Linked DNA regions of Gossypium hirsutum: region 2 is linked to region 1. The links are chromatin contacts, called in public Hi-C maps. All regions are on one chromosome and are shown on one strand. Each heading gives the region's core, a stretch centred on a gene start, on an enhancer-like site or on the middle of the called end of the contact. The rest is flanking DNA. Distances are from core to core; before and after follow the strand shown. Region 1 holds the start of LOC107962487 (oxysterol-binding protein-related protein 1C). Region 2 has its middle 39 kb from the start of LOC107962487.

Region 1 (5,445 bases), core at 616-3,115:
TTAAAAAACAGAGTTAAAAAAGGGGAAAGATAAATAAATAAAACTCCAAACCCTTTATTTATTTATTTTATTTATTTTTTGAGTAATTATTTCTTTTAATGACAAAAAACGAAGACTTTGTGCCGGTTTCGATAAATACAATGCCTGCTGCTGCTGGTAACTGTGGACAAAGGGATCAAAGGAATACTAGCCTTTAAACATTTGGAATTTTGTGGCAAAGCAGCTAAAGCAAATTTATACTAACCAACATGCTGCTGCTTGCTTGCCTTGTTTGCCTCTTTACACCCTTATCTTTTTTGTTACTCTATATTTTTTTATGTTTAATATTTGTTGTAAATAATTCAATATTGAACCCAATTTCATTGACTGGCAACTATAAAATAAAACTTTCATATCAGAATTATGAGATTTTAATTATCAATTTTTGGATCAAAAGGAATGCTTCTTTAAAAAAAAAAATTAATGTTTTTTAACCATAATTTTATCACTTATTTTATTTCGTTAAGTATTAATTTTAAGAAGTATTTTTGAAATAAAAATATTGCTAAATAAGATATTTTTTAACTTTTCAAATAAGTTTTAGGACAAAAAAAATGCTTTGCTAAAACATTTTTAGTCAAAAGCAAAAGGAGAAAATTTTAACTGTTACTCAAAAAATATTTTTTTTACCCAAAATCACTTTTGAGAAGCATGTTAAGCTAATGTAAAAGTAATGCTAAATAGATAACTTTTAGAATCATAAGTGTTTTTGAAAAATATTTTTCAACCCAAAGTTAAAAGTAATTTTTTTTTAACTTTTGCTTTTGACAAAAGTATTTTTAGGATTAAATGACAGTTTTAACCCTTATAATATATTTTATATAGTATTTATATGGTGTATGTAATTATTTTCTTATTAAAGTTTATTTTAAATATATAATATTATATATTTAAATTTTTATTGGTCATATTTTATTATTTAAAATATATTTTATATATTTGAATTAAATTTTATGAATAATTTAATATTAATTGCTTAAAAAATATTTAAAATTTATATTTTATATATAAAAATATTAACAACAAATTATAATAAATTATTTTTTATATTCTTACTAAGATATCATATTATTAACTAATTAGAACATTGTTTAAATGCATATTTATTACTTTATAACACAATATCTAAAATGAATATTTTATTTACTAAAAATATTTTTTTACGGCAATACTAAATAGTTAAATCTTAAATTCAATTTTTTAAAAATACTACTCAAAATCACTTTTTTTTCACAACACTTTTTAAAAACTCTTCTCAAAAGTAATACTAAACTAACTCTAAATTAGAGTATAGATTTAAAAAACGCTTATGTGACTGTTTATTCTTTAATTATTTTTTATTATTTTTTGATTAAATATATGATTTGTGCTCCAAAATTATTAGGATGAGATACATTTTAAAATATTTTTTATTTTATTTTTAAATTATAAATAAAACAAATTTTAATTTTAATTTTCATGAAACAAACCAAATGGAATATAATGGGTAGGAAATGAAATTAAATTTAATAAAACTCAATTAAAAAGGGTTTTTAATATTTTTGGATTTTCTTAGTCTGGCCTAAGTGGCACTTGCCAAAAACTCATAACATTTGGGTGAAAAGGATCGTGTACTGCAGCAGCATAGGATAGGACCACTCTTAGCAGTTAGCAGCATATATAAATAAAACGGAATCCAAATTTCATTATTTAGCCGAAACCCAGGCTTTAAAAGCCTACTTTCAACTCTCTTCTCCTCAATCTTTCCCCACCTCTCCTTTCTCTACACGTGTTTCAATCTCCTTTCTCCACTTGTCTTCCTCTCACCAGCCGTCTGCTCTTCTCATTTCTCCTACTCCTTCCCTCACCTAATCCAAACCCGCCTCCCCTTCATTAATCATTTATATTTCCCCTTCCCCCAACGACCGCTTCATAGTTACACTTAAGCCCTCTCTTTATCGACTTTTTAATTTCGTGTTTTTTTTTTTAAATTTGTTTTGAACCAAACGAAAAAACCGGAAACCGAAGTTCATCGGATTCCGGTTTCCTCCGCCAAACTTCTCGTTAACGGCCGCCATTTTCCTTCAAAACGATAACGTTTTCAACTGTTAATCATTTTGTAACCGCCTCCGGAAATTCTTCTCACAAAAAGAAGAACATGAAAAGTTCAACTGCAACCGCCGTGCTCCGTCGTCGCATCAGCTTTTATCAGCGCTGGAATCTTGCAATTGTTTTTATTAGGAAATAAAGGAAAGAACCGAGTTGCCTTATGCATCCTTTTTGTTGTGTTTCCACCGTATCGGAACATTCCCCGGTCAAACCATTAGCCGATCAAGTTATCTCCATGAGGCCTCCTACTGTAACGACCGTAACTACTACTACTTCCTCTTCGGCTCCCACCACCAGATCCAACTCGGCCCGATCCACGGCCCAAATCCAGTGCCAGTCCAATCAAAACCATCATCGTAGCAATAGCGTTGATTTGAATCGGGTGGTTCAGAGGAATGGAATACCGTCGGGAAGAGAGGCTACGACGGCCACGGCTCCTCCGCCGCAAGTGGATGTAAAGATAAACGACATAGTTGGAAACGGGATATCGGGCGTGCTTTACAAATGGGTGAATTACGGGAAAGGTTGGAGACCGAGGTGGTTCGTTTTGCAAGATGGAGTTTTATCGTATTATAAAATCCACGGTCCTGATAAGATCGTCGTTAGCCAAGAGACGGAAAAGGATCCAAAGTTATCGGCGAAGAGTCTCACCGTATTATCTCCCGCCATCGTAATTCCATTTCTCATCATTCTGCAACCCGTCGAAAACCCTTCGGTGAAGTCCACTTGAAGGTCAGAGCAAAGGAAACCGCTTGACCAAAAATAAATGAATAAAATCAAGGGACAAAATGAAAATTGATTTGATTTTTGAATTCTTGAATTTTTCTCAGGTTTCTTCGATAAGGGAAAGCAGATCAGATGATAAGAGATTCTCGATCTTCACCGGAACGAAGAGGCTTCATCTAAGAGCCGAGACGCGGGATGATCGGGTTGCGTGGATGGAGGCGCTTCAGGCGGTTAAGGATATGTTCCCTAGGATGTCCAATAGCGAGCTCATGGCTCCGACGGACAATGTGGTGGTTTCCACGGAGAAGTTAAGGAAACGGCTGATGCAGGAAGGTATAAGCGAATCGGCTATTCAAGATAGCGAGCAGATTATGAAGAGCGAATTCGCGGAATTGCAGAAGCAGCTGGTGTTGCTTAAACAGAAACAGTGGCTTCTGATCGACACCTTGCGTCAGTTGGAGGTACATGTTATCGAAATTAGATAATAATATGCTTCTGCGAGTAGTCATTTAATTTGAAAAAAAAATTTAAAAGATTATTGTTTCCAAGCAATTTCATCGGTTCGCTATTCCTTTGCTTCATTCATTTTTTTATGAATTATGAAGGGGTGTGTTTTTTTGAAGGATATATTTATGTATTTTCGTGATTGTTTTCTTTTAATTTCATCCGAAGTTAGTTGATGTAGGATTTGTATGTTACTCACTGAATCATAGGTGACATTCATTAATATTTCAAATAAAATTTAATTTGTTATCTTGAACAATTATGTCATCCACCTTTTGATTACTGTTTCTTTTAGTTTCATCTGATAATATAGAAAAGCAGTTGGTCTGCAGCTAGTGGTTTTCGGTAGGCTGTTGAAATCCTTCTACGTGGAGATGGCTATTGTTCAGAGCAGGAACATAGTGTTCTTCTCTATAAATACCTAGAAAGAGTGTATGTCTGTTGTGCATTAACGGTTGCTATTGATTTCTGTTTTTGATGTTTATAGATGGATGACAGTAAATTAACTTTTATTAGCTGTGAAAATATCTGGCTGTAATTTTGAAAATCTTTAGTATTTCTTAAATGCCTTTTTGATGTTGAAGTTGCACAAGTATATGATGTTTTAGGGATGACTGAGGGTAATTGTTTTCTCTAACTATAAAGGTCTCTCGAATGGCAGTTTCAATTAGAGAACTATTTCATGAAGGGATATTTTGATGATATTTTTTTAATGGAAAAAAAGTTCTAGTTTCCCCACTTATCTTCCTTTAAGCCAAATGTAATTTTCAAACCTCTCTGCTAATATCCTTTTTATTGCATGTTGTTGCTAGTAATGCTTCTTGGTAAGACTCTCTGTTAGAGAAGTTGAGAGGACGTCTAATATAATCAGGCTGTCTTTTGAGGAAGTTACTTAGATAGTGTCTAACTCTCCTATTTCTTGGTGGACAATGCGGGGAGTGGGCATAAGGTTAGGGTTTCTCTCTTTTATGGAGTGTCCTTTTCATGAGCTTTTACTTTGAGAATGTCAGCATGTACAATATCTATCCCTAATACAAAATAACTTGTGTATAACTTTAAGCTCAAACTATCCATTTCTTTTAAAAGTTATTTCCTGAAGGTGCCTTTCTTTAACTCTGCGATGAGCTCTGCCTTTCTTTACTGAAGAAAAGAATCCTGATTTCTTCTCCCTCTTTAAATTTGCTGGCGCCATTCAGATTTAAGTGTAACCGACTGAGTAAAGAGTCCTTTTTGATTAAGTTTTCAGTATTATCTTATTCATGAAAAGATTTAGTATAGCTCTAGTTGAAGTTTGAGATATGCATCTTTTCTTAATTAGAGGTTATGTACTTCAGCTTTGTCCTTTTAATCAATTCTTACCTGAAGGTGCTTGTTTGTTATGAGCTTGGCATTGGAGTAGACCTTTAATGTCCTTGCTACACCGACAATTCTGTAGCTTTATGGACTGTTGTTGGGGCAGCTAATATTTGGAATTGATGAAACTCCAATTGCTTGTACAGAGGGTTACTGAACTGCTAGAAATTTATATGTTCAGGAGCATATGAGGGATATAGGTAGCTTTTTTCTTGGGTTGCTAAGATATTAAGTATAAATTAGAATCTCAGTAGTCCTACAAGTTGCAAAGCTTATGCTACATGCATAAGCTGATTGACTTTCATTTTACTCCTTTTTTTTCCTCCTTTACTGAAGATGGTTGTGTTTTTGGGTATTTGCAGCAACATGCATGCACTGAAAGGTGCCTGGCTGCTTATTTTCAGTCAATAATTGGTCTTACCACTAAAGTTTGCTTCTTTTTTCAATGTTCTGCTAAGAAACAGCTATTTGTACTTTTTTGTAGACAGAAAAAGTTGATCTAGAGAATACAGTGGTCGATGAGAGCCAGAACAAGTTGAATGATCAGGGGGCCTCCTCTATGATAAGGCAAGACAAGTCTAGTGGTAAGCTAATTTATTCTGGACTGATGGTTATGTGCTGAGATGTGGTTGGTGCTTATAATCAATGTTCACATTCTTATTAGTTCAGGAAATTCTTTTTTGTTCTATGCCTAAGTTTTAGTTGTACTTATTTGTAGACAACTGATAACGCTCA
Region 2 (5,758 bases), core at 2,646-5,145, 38 kb before region 1:
TTTTATGCTACTCTAAAATGCTTTTACTACAGCCTTTAATTTTGTACATGATGAAAATGTTGTGACAGTTTTGGAGGAATTGAATGATGATATGGTGTGGAACTTAGTTATGTCTTATTTTCTGCTGTTATGACTATTGGAAAAGTGTATGGTTATTGGAGTTTTTAATTTGTCATAGTCTCACCAATGTGGGGCAGGCCAGGGCAGGGGTCTGCTACTGCTGAGATAGTTTTATAGCTTATCTGCTACTGCTGAAATTCCTCATGGCACCATGCATGCAATATTAGATCTTATTTGGCAAGAACAGTTATCATTTTATTACAATAAGTGGCTTTAACTTTGGTGTTATATATTGTCAGCTTTCGTTTTTGATAGAGTTTAGCCTGAAGCAATTTGTGCGGAATATTTAACAGTGTTTCTTGATACCAGGTTACAGATAAGAATCTGCTCCGAGAAGTCATGAATGGCAGCATGTCAAATAAAGATGGCAGAGTCAAGGATGATGGCTATCTATATATGGTACTTGAATATGGAGAGATTGATTTGGCTCATATGTTATCCCAGAAATGGAAGGAAATGGATAGCTTCAATCAGACTATAGATGAGAACTGGCTTCGATTTTATTGGCAGGTTTTAAAGCTAACCCTTACTGTGAATATTTGTTGCTAAGATATTGAACTTTTTCACTTTATATGCTTTAATCTTCTAAGAGCATTTCCTCAGCATTTCTGAAAGTTCATTTGAAACTTCGTAATTCTACTTGTTCGTGGTGTGATTCTCGAGTGGGAGTCCACCTAAATAAACATCCCTTTATTGAGTCCAACAATTTTATATTTTCTGGAGGGAATTCTGGTTGAACTGTTTTAAAAGTTCATTTGAAACATGATAGTTCTACTAGTTCATGATGGGATTCTATAGTGGCAGTTCATCTGAATAAATGTTCCTTCGTTGAGGCTGACAGTATTATATTTTCTGGAGGAAATTATAGTTTTCGCCATTCTGTGTGTTACTTATTTGTATCTAAATTTTGCTTGAATCTGTTAAACTATTTCTTCATTGTTCTTATATTTTGGGCATAAATCATAAAGTATGTTCTTGTTAGCATGTCCCTTGAGATACTTTTGCATTTTCCATTTGTGTAACTAGGGAAAGTTGTATGTTTTTGTTATCATCTTTAGTGAGTTGATTTTTCTTTTTTCTTTTTTACTCTTTTATTAGCAGGAAGCAGGGATAGGTTATGTTTCCTCGTTTATAGTTGTGTGCTATTTATACAGGGTCATTTTTTATATTGAGAAAATGCAGAATATTCATTAGTTTGTTGAAGCAATTTGCAGCAAATACTTCAAGCTGTCAACACTATACACGAGGAACGTATTGTACATTCAGACTTGAAGCCAGCTAACTTCCTTCTTGTAAAAGGTTCTCTAAAACTTATTGATTTTGGTATTGCCAAAGCCATAATGAGTGATACTACCAACATCCAAAGAGATGCACAGGTACCCATTACTCATTGGTCTCTTCAACTTTTAATTTAAAGTACTATGTCCTTTTATGAAATAAATTGTTAGCTTTTACATCTGTTGTTCAAACATACTATTCTTATCAGTTAGATCTCTGATTTTATGCTACAGAATGATGGTAAAATGTGCTTTTAATTATCACATGGATACTGCTTTTTATCTATGCTCTGTAGCAACATGTTACATCATGTGTCAATTTATCTGAAGTGGTTGATTGATCACTAGGTCAACAAAAGTGTTCTGATGTTTCGGGTCTGTACTCTATATGGCTAATGCTTTATAGCAAAATCTCTTGTACATAATTATGTTTTATGACAATTGAACACCCGATTACAGGTGGGTACTCTGAGTTACATGTCTCCTGAGGCATTCATGTGTGTTGAGAGCGATGAAAATGGAAATAGTATAAAGTGTGGCCGGCCTTCAGATATATGGTCCCTTGGGTGCATACTTTACCAAATGGTTTATGGAAGGACCCCTTTTGCTGAGTACAAGACTTTCTGGTCCAAGTTCAAAGTTATAACAGATCCAATCCATGAAATAACATATGGACCAGTTTCTAACCCGTGGCTACTTGATTTAATGAAGAAATGTCTAGCATGGGATCGAAAGAAGAGGTGGAGGATTCCTCAGCTACTTGAACACCCTTTTCTAGTTCCCCCAGTCCCTCCCCGACTATCTTTGTCTCAAAACCAAAACTGTCAACTGCTTGATCTTATAGCTAAAGAATGTTCCAACAACCAAGATGCTTTGATGATATCAACTCAGCTGAGTCAACTACTTAGATACCCAATGTCACAGATAACATCCCAAGAACAACAATGTAAGTTGCTCTCTCAAATCTCAAAGCTATGCTGCCAGCTCCATGAACATTTAAGCAAGTTAGGGTGAGAGTTGGTAATACTCTGCATGAGGTTTCTTGAGCTCATTTTTTTGTTCTGTTGTAATGTTATGTAAAATTCACATTGTGAATCTCAGTCTTTTGTAATTTTTTTTTTCCTTTTCAGTTTGTGACAAAAAAATTGTGGTATCAATTTTCTTGATAGATGAAACATTACCCTTCATTGACAGTCTTCATGCTTCTTGAATTAATAGTGAAATTCAAAATCCAAAATCATATGTATGGTCCAAAAAAGGGCCACTAATGAATGTAAAATGGGCTCATGACTGGTTCTGAATTATCCATAAGGGAAGTTATAATATGTTAAATGTGCAAGAGCAACAGCATGACATGAGAATATTTTAAGCCAAAACGCAAAGTCGGAATAAGATACAAAAAGAAAAAATGGTTTGGGAAAGAATATGCTTTTGTTGTTCAGAATATTAGGTTTCCCTTTGATTCTTTCTTTTGAAAACAACAGTTGCCCAAGGCACCATATTTCATTGGCAGGCTGTAGTAGTTTCCATCTATCTTTACATCTCAATTCCATGATTCTTCTTCAAGTTGTTTACCATTTCGTTTATTAATAATAAATTAGGGTTTTAGTTTGAGACAGTTTTGACTTGTTCAAAGGACGGAGTCTGAAGAAAATTTGAATGAAGAACATTCCATGCAACCTTCTGCTGGTTGCCAAACTGTCATGTTCTTACATGTGCACAACTCTGCCTACTTTTATTTTTTTAACTTATTATGTTCTAATAATACTTTCTTTGTTTTTTAGGGTTAGGTCTGATGTCCCATGAGTAAATACCATGTATAAATTTAGATTTATTTTGAGTCTCACAATTTTTAGGTTTTATTCATTATTTTAATTTAAGTATAAATATATTTCAAATAATTATTCAGACATATATTATTTATAATTAAATTTGTCCTTGTCATTATCGATATAAACTTATTAAAAAAATATGGGTTAGATTTGAATTATGAAAAATAGATAAATTCAAATTCATTTGTTGAAAAGTTGGTGTCTTCTTAGTAGATGAGAATGAATTATTTTCAAGATTTTATTAATAAATAATAGAAAAATACCCAAGTCGGAATATCCAAAAACCTTGAAAATGTGGCATAGGAACAGCCAATAGCAAAACAAGTAAACACCCTGGGTCCAAATAACCAACCTAATAGGATAACCCTAACCCTAACCCTAACCCTAAAATGTGACATAAGGACACCGGATAACTAAAACACTTAACCAAGATGTTTTAAAGAGTAACTTGTCCCCATATTTGCCCAAGATGTTTGCTCAACCCCCATCCCACCTCCTTTTGCCTCCAAAAACCAGCCTGGATATTTTACAAATCTTATATCAAAACAAATAAAAAAGGGTGTTAGCCATATTCAGGTTGACATTATTGGAATGAAGCCAAAGGGTACAAACAGCAGACCACTTAAAAGAAGGGGTCCATCAACAGAAACTCTCTTCATTACAGTATGAGTAATGCAATTATATTCAGGTTTAGTCATCCTCAGAGGGCTGCAAAAGAGCTTGTGTCCTATGTTCTACTGCCATTTCCATTCACGAGAACCCCCTTTTATTTTCTTGAGGTTCCTATTTCATCCCCCCCCCCCTAGGGTCCCTCAAAATTTTGAAAAAAATAAAAAACCGACAATAACATAAACTGTTAAGGTTTGCAGCTTTTGTCTGTCCTCCAGCTTGTCTTTCATGCAATGAAAATGAGATGTAACCCAACTTTGAATATGTATGTTAGTCTTAGGATTACCTGTCATCAAAAGAACTTATCATGTAATATTAAACAAAATCTGTCTGTCTTGCTGTTCAGAACTGGTTTTAACTGTTTATGTTTTGAATCTATTATAATTATCATATATTAATATGGGATTTTTTTTACATATTAATAATTCATATAATTTAAGTTTTTAAATATTTATTTTAGTATTTATATTATAATTAATTTTCAGTCTAAAGTTTTTCAATGATGTGGTCTGAATTCGATTCATCAACAACTGGGTTACCTTATAAAAAAGTTGTAAAGTGAATCCAAAACTTTGACAGTGAAAAACCCAAAAACAAATGCCATAAAGCCAAAAATCATGTGGGTAATTCATGATTGGTGACAAATTGGTGTTCTTTTTTTTTTTTTTTTTTTTCCTGCTCAAGATCCTATATTTAATTTTCTTTTCGATTCCATAAGGGTTGGTGACAGTCAAATGAGTTGTAACTTTCATCTTCATGGGGTTTTTTCTAAACTTGTTTTTTCTTCAATAAGGGGTTATTTTTTAATTTCAATTTTATTTTCTTCTTCTTCTTCTTTTTTCTGAGTAGTTGAAGTAAAAATAATAGCTGTAAAATTGAAGAAAGCACATGGTCCAAATTTAAAAATTAGAGACTGGGTGTTTTTTTTTCAAATGACTATGGGGTATGTATGGAATTTCAACAAAATTCGCTGTCATTAATAAAAATTGCTTAGGGTTAAAAAATTCTTAATTTTTTAAAAAATTATTAATGAAAGCATACTTGATTAAATTCTCAAATATTAAAAATACACCAATTCATTTTTTTTTACTGATAGTTAATGTAACGGTTAATGAATATTGAATCATTTATCATGATCCTGACGTGAATTCTCACCATAACAATTAAATTTCATGTTAGTAAAATTAAAAATTATAAAAAATGTAATTTTTATATAAATTTGGATTAATTAACCTCTAAATGTATTTGAATTTAGACATTGATTTTTTTTTAAATTCATTTTGAAAGTAATTTTTAAAATTTTAAAAAATTATAAAAAATATTATTTAAAAACAGTAAAAAATTATATATATATAAGAGAAGGAAAATGATTATATGAAACAGTGACGTCATGTCATTTGTATCCATTTCTAATATTTTATGCCACATCATAATTTAATTCTGTCCAAAATTTTTTAATAAACCATTACCTTTAAAGCCATAAAAATAATATATATGGTTGTTTATTTAGATTAAAAGTTGTCTTGAATTATTGATACCATTTATAGACTGATCATTGCTAAACTAAGGGCTTGAAAGCCTCCCATCTCTCTCTCTATATTCGTTTTTTTCTTCTGCTGTCCTTTGTATTAGCATCCCTTAGCCTGCAATTTGTATTTAATTATTAATGGAGGGTAAGAAAAATGTTGTATAAAATAAAGACACCACATTATTTATTTTTCTTTTTTAATAATTTAGTGTCACATTAGTATTTTCATATTGAATTTCAATATTTTTATTTTAAAAAATCAAATCCAAATAAAAATCCTGAAATTTAAAATTAAATTATTGATGTGGTATTAAAATATTAGAAAGGGATAA

What was found. A called contact is a pair of places that touch in the nucleus more often than the background predicts.
Region 2: a Hi-C map of leaf shows a contact between it and region 1, with 2.3 times the contacts expected there. The contact joins the enhancer-like site here to the promoter of LOC107962487 in region 1. A contact is called at or near these places in 17 of 34 Hi-C or Micro-C datasets (anther, callus, fibers and 2 more).

The regions. Positions count from the first base shown.
Region 1 is chrA06:6,723,160-6,728,604 of Gossypium_hirsutum_v2.1, reverse strand. LOC107962487 (oxysterol-binding protein-related protein 1C) reads left to right here and starts at 1,865. Exons shown (of 11, transcript XM_016898895.2): 1 at 1,865-2,750; 2 at 2,753-2,859; 3 at 2,958-3,314; 4 at 5,195-5,294. The coding sequence starts at 2,288.
Region 2 is chrA06:6,762,923-6,768,680 of Gossypium_hirsutum_v2.1, reverse strand. It overlaps the pseudogene LOC121230373. Among protein-coding and RNA genes, the nearest start is that of LOC107962487, 39 kb to the right of the region's middle. Within about 2 kb of position 3,895, at least 8 of the 9 cell types and tissues checked have an H3K27ac peak or open chromatin away from gene starts, as enhancers often do. A contact at or near this core is called in fibers and leaf, where this site is marked.